Linked DNA regions of Pan troglodytes: region 2 is linked to region 1. Evidence: chromatin contacts called from public HiChIP or PLAC-seq data. All regions are on one chromosome and are shown on one strand. The core of a region is the stretch at or near the end of the contact, and the rest is flanking DNA. Distances in the headings are between cores, read along the strand shown.

What was found. HiChIP or PLAC-seq counts read pairs in DNA pulled down with a chosen protein or histone mark.
Region 2: an H3K4me3 HiChIP or PLAC-seq map of stem cell-derived excitatory neurons shows a contact between it and region 1, with 4 times the contacts expected there. The contact joins the promoter of COL11A1 here to the promoter of RNPC3 in region 1. A contact is called at or near these places in 1 of 7 Hi-C or Micro-C datasets (stem cell-derived neural progenitor cells) and 1 of 1 datasets of contacts at active chromatin or transcription factors (stem cell-derived excitatory neurons).

Annotation. Positions count from the first base shown.
Region 1 is chr1:127,639,077-127,643,628 of NHGRI_mPanTro3-v2.0_pri, forward strand. It overlaps RNPC3 (RNA binding region (RNP1, RRM) containing 3), which reads right to left and starts at 1,982. Exons shown (of 16, transcript XM_063798879.1): 1 at 1,694-1,982; 2 at 1,362-1,557. The coding sequence starts at 1,553. It also overlaps LOC104001770.
Region 2 is chr1:128,059,531-128,064,082 of NHGRI_mPanTro3-v2.0_pri, forward strand. COL11A1 (collagen type XI alpha 1 chain) reads left to right here and starts at 2,638. Exons shown (of 67, transcript XM_001140143.6): 1 at 2,638-3,169. The coding sequence starts at 3,064. LOC129144171 (a long non-coding RNA gene) reads right to left here and starts at 3,074. Exons shown (of 3, transcript XR_008548328.2): 1 at 2,989-3,074.

The DNA.
Region 1 (4,552 bases), core at 732-3,231:
TTACCAGTGGAGTAATGTGACATGTTAATAAAATCACGGGAAAGGATGAAAACTCAAGACCATTTAACTGATTACTAATTTCAGTCCAGTGGTTTTCAATACTTTTTGAGTCAGACTTGAGATGAAAGCTATGCAACCTCTATCATATAAAGACACACGTTTTACACATGCAAATAGTTCAAAAGACCAAGAGTTTAAAGACCTGTTCTACACAGAGGGTCACTTTTAACTAACTAAAAATTTATTTCCTTCATTTATGCAGATCTAAAGATTTTAAACTTTCCTCTATACATAACAATGCGTAGTTTAAAAACATTCATCAACAGAGAAATCATTCTTCAAGGTGCATATTTCCTTTGTGCTTTATCTTTGTAATAATGTTCAATGGGAGAAGTCTATTTTTAAACATAAATTATACGGATTTTAAAAACCATCAGAAAAGAAACACAAATCAACAGTAAAAGAATCACTATGCTAAGGAAGAGCTCTGGTCAATGCTTATTAAAAATTACTTTAATAATTATATCGCACATTCTAATTTTGTCTAATCTGATACACGATGACCTGATGTACTTAAATTGAGCCATATATAATTTTTTTTTTAATTTGCGGGCATAAGTGACATTTAAACTGATCAAAATTGGTCTTTCTTCTAATTCAGTAACTCTCAACTTGGGCTGCACATTAACATTAAAATCACCTAGGGAAACTTTAAAACCACTGAGTCTTGCACCATCGCTATTCCTATTTTAATGAAGAGAAATCTAAAACATCTTTGGATATAAAGCAAAACAAAGTAATTGTGTAAATTCCTACACAGGTACTCTTAACAGCCCTAAAAAATTGTTCCCTAAAAGATGCCATCGGGAAATTTTCATGAAAAGCCTCTTTTTCTAGTTGAAACTCTGCATTTAATTTACGCAAGTCACCAATGTAGCTTCTCCTCTATTTTAATGAACGATTTAACATTGGCTTATAAATGAAGTAGGACTTTAAAAAATCCCTTGATGCACATCTGTAAGAATACTCTTGAGTCCAGGAGAAATAACCCCAAATTCAAAAAAGTTGTGAGGCTCTCAGGATGGATCCGAAAACTCAATATAACTAAGCTAATTTCCATTCTTCTGCTTTGTCGTTCTCACTTGCCCTTTTCTGCAGTGCTATGACTAATCCAGACTCGAGCCGATTAAAACTCCACTTCGCAGAGCAGATATTTTGATAAAAAAGAGGTAGGATGGGGGAGCTCTCATCACACAAGTCCATCTTCCCCACTCGTTTCCATTTTACTCTTGTCAGCGCTCCCCCTCCCCGGTCACTTCCCAAATGCCTTCCCGGGAGACTCCGGAGGGGCGCACCCTTACCAGTCGCCCCTTATCTGACAGGACCCGCACAGACTGAGCCCCGAAGTACTTCAGCAAGTCCTCTTTCTCCTCAGCAGTAAGCTCAGCCGGCAGGTGCCTGACCAGAAGGGTTCGGTCGCCCCGAGGCGGGGAAAGCGAGGAGGAGCTCGTGCATCCCCTTGATATCGCAAGCGGCTGCTCGGGAGCTGCCATTTTCCTTGGAGAAGCAAAAACAGAAATCGTGGGAAGAAGTCTCAGTCAAAATCGCGGCATCAACACAAGCTGGGAGAAATATTTTTTCCGCCTCGCGCTAAGGATTCTGGAAACCAGGAAATACCGAGAAAGAAAGTCACCTTCTCGCGAGAACTGCGCCACGGAAAAGCGGCAACCCTTCGAAGACTCTTTCTTCGGGGAAGGGCGCGGTCTCCGGAAACACTTACAAGCAAAAATTGGCCCAGAGATATGCGAGGGTTAACACCAGTTGTCAATCAAAGAAGGAAACAGGAACCCCAGCCACTTCAGGGAAAGAAGGTTGACGCTCAAGGACAAGAGGACTCACGACTGCGCATGTGCGGGCTGGGACCGTCACAGGGCGGGGCGGGGCGCACGGCGGGGCGGGGCGCACGGCGGGGCGGGGCGCACGGCGGGGCGGGGCGCACGGCGGGGCGGGGCGCACGGCGGGGCGGGGCGCACGGCGGGGCGGGGCGCACGGCGGGGCGGGGCGCACGGCGGGGCGGGGCGCACGGCGGGGCGGGGCGCACGGCGGGGCGGGGCGCACGGCGGCGAGCGCTATCTGGAGCTGACCGCGCGGCTCTTAATCCCTGGCCTTGGGAAAGTGAATTGGCCTGAATAGCAAGGAGGAGAACTTGGGTGTGGAAATACCGGGTATGTTCTTACAGTATTTAGATGGTAAAATATAAAGCTAGCCAGTTATTCTGTCAACTCATTAGACACCATTGTAGGGAGGAGAACTCAGTTTAAGGGGCAAAACGTTGAGAGTTCAGACTTTTTTCTTGAATCAGTAGGCATTTAGCAGACGGATAGGCCCCTGCCAGGGTTCATTTCGCAGAAATGGCAGCCTCTAGGGAGAGGTAACCTAATAAATAAATTATTGCGTGTGTGTGTGTGTAGGGGTGTGTGTGTGTGTGTGTATGTGTGTGTGTAGGTGTAGGTACTTTTCTCCCTATTTTACAGCTGAGGACACTGATGTACAAAGAGGTTAAATCACACAGCTAGAAAGTAGAAGAACTAAGTTTTGACCCTTGGTGTTCTGACTTGGGGTCTACATTCTAATCCACTGTTCTGCCTAGATTCTGAATGGAGTGAGGCAGGGATCATCCCCGGAGGGTCAGGAATGTACCCCTCACCCCATACAGAGAGGGCCTTGAGGATTCTAAAGAGAGGTTTTATGCTAGATGTAGCTGCTACAGTCTGGAGAACGAGAGTTCCTCTTACAGTTCTTTTTGCCACTTAAATAAATGTTAGAGATACAGCAGTAAGCAGTATACCAGCAATCTGCTGTCATCCCACATTGGTTGGGGAAAAGGAGAGAGACAGATATTAATGAAAACTAGAAGACAAACATGAGAAGAACCTTCCCCACACACCCACCAAAATATCAGATAGGTAGAGCCAGACCACGTAGACGCTGTAGATTTGTTAGGAGCCCTTTTTATTTGAAGAACATTTAGAAACTGACAAATTCTTTAAGTAGGTGTGTGTTGAGGGGAGAGAATCAAAGTTTAGGTATGAAAATTTCTCCGGTTGCAACGCAAAAAACAGAAGCAGAAAGACCAGTTGGACTACTGTAGAAGTCTGGAGAAAAACACTACCATAATAGTTTGGTGAAAGTGGACATGTAGAGAAGGAACTGGAATTGAGATATGTTTTAGAAGTAGTTGATAGGAACTTGCAGATGAAGAATAGTAAGCAAGGATAAATTCTGGATTTTTGGCTTAAGCTAGATATTATCCATCTGTAGATGATGATGCCATTTGCTGAATGTGAGAAGATTGACCAAGTATAGCTAGGTTAGAAACTGTAGTGGGACATTGGGAATAGAGGAACATATATTAAGTTTAAGGTATCTATTCAGTATCCCTGTTTCAAGTAGGAAGTTGAATGTGTGTGTTTGGCATTCTTGGGAAAGGTCACCACTAGGTATGGCATCAACCTATATGGTATTTATATCTGAAGAATGACAAAGGGTATAGATAGAATTGTGCCCAGAATGGAGTCATGGGACATGCAGATGTTGAGAAGTTGAGGCAAGGAAGAAGAAGAAGACAACCAATTCCTGCCCTCTCAATGCTTACTTTCTAAAATCAAGACAGAATAAATATGTAAATAAAGTTCTTTTCAGAGAATAATAAGTGCTTTGGAAAAAATAGGGTAGTGTTATAAACCGATTGGAGTGGTCATGCTATTTTAAACACTATCCTTCAGCGGCTTTTGTGTGTGTGTTCTTTGAAGACTTGTTTGGAGCTTCTATCAAGGGAGCACTGCTACACGTATGCCCTTACAGAAAAATCATCCTCCTCTATGGGGGTAAGTCATCCTCCTCAGCCGAGTGGGCAGCTTTGGAAGAGACATATATGGGGCAGTTAGGAAGGAAGGGGAACCCAGCTAGTTAGCCAGATCAGCCAAATCAACTGTTGGGATCAGTTGGTGACAGGTGTCATGCAAAATGACCGTCACATCCTCCCTGTGACTCTTATGTTTAGTAAAATGTTCCAGACATAGTGCACATTCTGTAAATATCTATTCAATGAATGAATGCATGAAGGAATTCACTTTTATATTTACCACTGCCTCTTACGGTTAGGAATTACTACAGGGGCTATCAGGCAGAGTTTAATGGTCATTATCTACTGTAATTCAGGTATCATGACTGAGTGGAATAGTTACATGACAGAATTTTATTTTCTCTCCACTTAATTGCTTTTAGTTGTACTCAATGAAATCTACCTTATCCTTTCCTTGACAATATCTCAGGTAGAGGTCATAATTTTCTAGTCACTTTCAGTTGCTATCAGTACAGTTGGTTTGAGATGTCAAGTCCAAACTCCATTAAGGTGTCTCTTCTTACACTCCCCTCATATCAGGCTTGACCTAAAGGATTGCAGGAATATGTAATACACTCTAATCTTTTCTGTGTCTGAGTGTAGGTATGTGTGGTCGTATCTGAGAAGTACCTTTCTCATTCCCTCCTC
Region 2 (4,552 bases), core at 1,388-3,887, 420 kb after region 1:
CATCATTATTTGTAAATGTGACAAAATAGGAAAATATCACCGATTGTGCTTCAAACTAAAGACTTATGTCAGGAAAACTGCCTGTTTTATTATATTTTGAATCTACACATAAACAATTAGCAAGGACTGGTTGAAAGATGGCCCAGGAAATGATGCCATTGGAAGTTCCCCTGTGTGAAGTTGAAGTTAGCTAAGGTGCCTCTCTTCTGGCCTTCCCCTGCTCCCATTGTTGTGTAGTATTATCCTTTCTTTCACTGAGTTAATCTCCTGTAAATCCATGGGCTGGTTCCTAGGGAGGCTCTAGATCTGGCATCTAGCAACAGGCTACAGGGCTTAGATATAATTATTCCTCACCATGAATTTGCTATGTTTCCTTCTAGAGGCATTCATTGAGACCCAGATTATGCCTAGCTGGGCAGTGGCCAGAGGAATTCAGACCACAAAGTACAGAGAGCATAAGGTGGTAATAACTCTATTCACCCAAGATGCTTTGCCTGAAAGGACCCTTTCACAGCAGTGAGAAGGTCTGAGTTGTGACCAGAAAGTAGGGACTGCTAGATTGACTGCATCATTTCTCACCTTCTAGAACAGTATCAGGCCCCAGAACTCTCAATAAATTTGAGAGCTATTAAGAGACAATTTGGAACACCATTTGTACATGTTGCTACAAGCACCGTAACTCTCTCTGGCTATTGAATTGATTTAGAATTCTGGCAGCTTCACAAATACGTATTTCTAAATTTGCATTCATTTCACTATTTTACATTTGAGAGAAGATGTAAAAAGTAATTTTTAAAATATCCGAAGATTCGACAGAAAAATCAGTTTGTACACAAGTTTGGACACAGCCAATATATACAAATTTTCCATCTGTGAGACGATGAGGGATAATGAAGATGGTAAATACATATATTTTTACTGTAAGGGTCTTAATTTGTAATTGTGCATTTCAGGTTCAAATGCAATATGATATTAAATTATTTTAACCAACAGTTTAAGGTTGTAATCTGAAGAACTAGTTGATGATATTTCTCTGCAGCTGATATGAGGCATCCCAAACATTTTGCCAACAGCATTACAAATGTCAAGTATTTTTTTACCTGTGATCTAAGAGATAGCTTCTTGATAAGGGAGTAGTTCTTTGTTATGGAGAGTGATATTTATATTGAAGGTATTTTCTAGTTGCTTTCTTCAGTTTATGTGTCTCTGTTCATGCTGTTATACCCCTATAAGGGCTCGATCTAGTCTTTGATCACCTTTCTTCCAATTTTAAACTGCATGAAGAGATTTGATATAATCTGATAGATCATGAGGCATATTTTGATGACTAATAGAAAACTGAGTTCCTAAAGATTAGTGGCAGCTGTAGAATTGAACATATGTACCCAGTAAACTTAGTTGAGGGCCTTTAAGCATTTAAATGACTTAAATACTCAAAGTAGGCCCTGGCCAATGCTTCTAGTCTTTGTCAACAGAAAAATGTGTTCATTCATCCAACCCATCTCTATTGAGTGGCTAATGTATGCTGGCACCCTGATGGGCACTGTTCCAGAAAATCTTTGAGAGAAACATCTTAGGAATTATTAACGAACAAAAAGGAGTCAATAGAATGGAATGATTTTAACGTGGAAAAAGTGACTTGGGAATCTATATTCCAGGTGTAAGAGGATTACTTTGAGGATGGGTTAAGTAGAGAGGGAATTTAGAAACCTGCCCTCTTCATTACTCTCACTGTGGAGTGACCACGTTTTTGGCTCCTGAGGCTGAGGGCCAGGGCCAGGCCCTTAATGAGGAGCTGTGGGCCGAGCCTCTTGGAGATTTCTGCTAGTTGCTTTCCTCGCCTTTTCTACACACTCCTCAGTACCCCCTCATCCAGGATCAGAACAGAATCAGCTGGAAAATTAAATTACTCACCCTCTTAATGTCAGCTCCCATAAATTTTTTCCTCCTTCTCCCTCAGAGTACAGTTCAACTCTTTTAAGAGGAAAGCCACTGAATGAACCTAGTGCTGAATTTAAACGTTTAAGAGATAAACCTGTCAGTTTCAGATCTCCAAAGAGGACTTCCCTACATGCTCTAGGTTTTAACTTCTAGGGTCCCTCCATTCCATCTTCATTCCTTTCTTCTAATTATTGGGTTAAAAAAATAAAAATAAAAACACTTTTCAGAGTAGGCAGCGCAAGGAGTCCACTGGTTCCACGTCTGCCATACGAAGCAGATTTTTGCACAAGGATAAGGTTACCGCTGCCAGCCCAGGACTCCAGCGGTGTGGCCGATCAGGCGCTGGACCCCTCCCCTCTCCCGCCGACCAGCGAGAGGCTAACAGACGGGTGCAAGTAGACAAGTAGCTGTTTTTATTGAATACAGAAGCTCCTTGAAAACTCCGTGTGCTCTGGGGCTCTCCTGCAATTCCTTTCATTCCCAAAGTGCTGGAGCCAAGCACGCGTCCCCCGTAACTCCCTCCCATTTTTTCTCGGGGATTTGGTAGGCGAGGAGGCAGGAGAGGAGTGGGGAGATGGGGGGTGGTTGGTGGGCTGGGCCTGCTCGGAGTCCTCATTCTTGGGCCGAGGGAGGCGGGGGCGGGCTTGGGGCCGCCCCAGAGGCGTGTGATTGGGTCTGACCCTCAGCCTGCTTGTCAGTTTCGCCCTGGGTGGGGGAGCTGGGAGCAGGGAGGGGAGTGGGCGGAGGAGGGGGCTGCCCGGAGCCACTCGTCCAGCCCACTGACGGCATGAAGCCTTTAGGGGCACACAGTACTCTCAGCTTGTTGGTGGAAGCCCCTCATCTGCCTTCATTCTGAAGGCAGGGCCCGGCAGAGGAAGGATCAGAGGGTCGCGGCTGGAGGGTCCCGGCCGGTGGGGCCAACTCAGAGGGAGAGGAAAGGGCTAGAAACGCGAAGAACGCAAACCACCAAATTTAGAAGAAAAAGCCCTTTGACTTTTTCCCCCTCTCCCTCCCCAATGGCTGTGTAGCAAACATCCCCGGCGATACCTTGGAAAGGACGAAGTTGGTCTGCAGTCGCAATTTCGTGGGTTGAGTTCACAGTTGTGAGTGCGGGGTTCGGAGATGGAGCCGTGGTCCTCTAGGTGGAAAACGAAACGGTGGCTCTGGGATTTCACCGTAACAACCCTCGCATTGACCTTCCTCTTCCAAGCTAGAGAGGTCAGAGGAGGTAAGAAAAAATGGATTTGGGGAGGTGGGAGATTGCCGTCGGTCCTACTGCTTCTGCGCCCCTCCCCCCACTTTACCCTTCCTCCCCGCTCTTCAAGGAAAAAAAAAAAAAAAAAGCAATTCCCTTAAATACAATCCAGATTGTAGCTGCTACCAGGTTGGAATTGGAAACTGGAGAAAGAGATGAATGTAGGCGGGACAATAAAGGGAGAGGAGGTAGGTAGCAGGAAAAAAAGATCTGTCAGGAGGAGAGCCTGCTGAAAATGCCCTTCACCACTTTCCAGCCTCTTTGAAAAGAGGAAAAATATTACCTTGAACACAAGGGCAGTTATACAAAGCTTTTGTTTGAGGCACAGTCTTTAGACTGCCCTTGGAACACATCTGGTTTCTTCAGATTCTAACTAATGGGAATATCTTTTTAAGGGTGAGCTGAGGAGAAAATATAAAGGGTATAAAATGAACCTTGATAAAGTTCTTTGTCTGCAACCAAGTGAGAAGCAGGCTGTTTTAGTTTTGGGGATATAAGAGAAACCAGGGGGCTGAATCTAGAAGATTAGGAACACTCTGTGTGTTTGGGGGGCGGGGGAGGGTCAATCTATTTTAAGTGGACAAAAATTGGCAGATTATTAGGAATAGGTTCAAGATAGGGAGAACACTTTCCCCTGAATTTCAGTGACTCCCCCCACCCCACCCCTCCGCTTCTTCTTGCAGGTTGGACGTGCAGTTCTCTTGGAGAATGATGAAAGTCGCCAAGCAAATGGGGTGGGGGCGGAGGACTAGGGATTGGGAGGGAAGGGGAGGCGGTGTGGGTAGGGTGGGAGGGGAGAGGTAAGGAACAGTTCCTACGTGGCACCACCAAATATTCAATGGCCAGACCTGCTCGGAAGTCTGCAACCCTGTCAGTACCCACGGAGGGAGAGCGACTTCACTCCTCCCCTCCGCCTTCTCCCTCCCTCTTTCCCCCGCCCTTTCCCGAAGAGGCATCTGGCTGGAGCGGTCCGTTAGGTGCCTTAGAATCGACTGGCAGGCGAAAGCCTTTGGAGGTCAGGGAGCCCAGACAGCTTAGAGTAGAAAGCAAGCTTTGTGAGGAGTGCAGAAAGAAGCTGGGGGATAGGAAGGAGGGTGACTGACGAGGTTGGGTCAAGGGAGATAAAAATGGTCAAGCCCAAATGCGTAGGCTTTAGCAGAAACTTGAGTGTGGCCCTGGGTCTAGATGCCAAGATCTGAGCTCTCCCTAATGAGAGTCAGCCCTCCCGGAGGCCGATCTCTGCGACCAGGTTATTCCTTCCACACGCTTAGTGGCTTTCAGCTTCCCGAGTAGCAGGCAGCGCTAGATTATTCCCTCGGGTGACTTTTCCTGCTAAATACAGCGAAAGTCCTATTA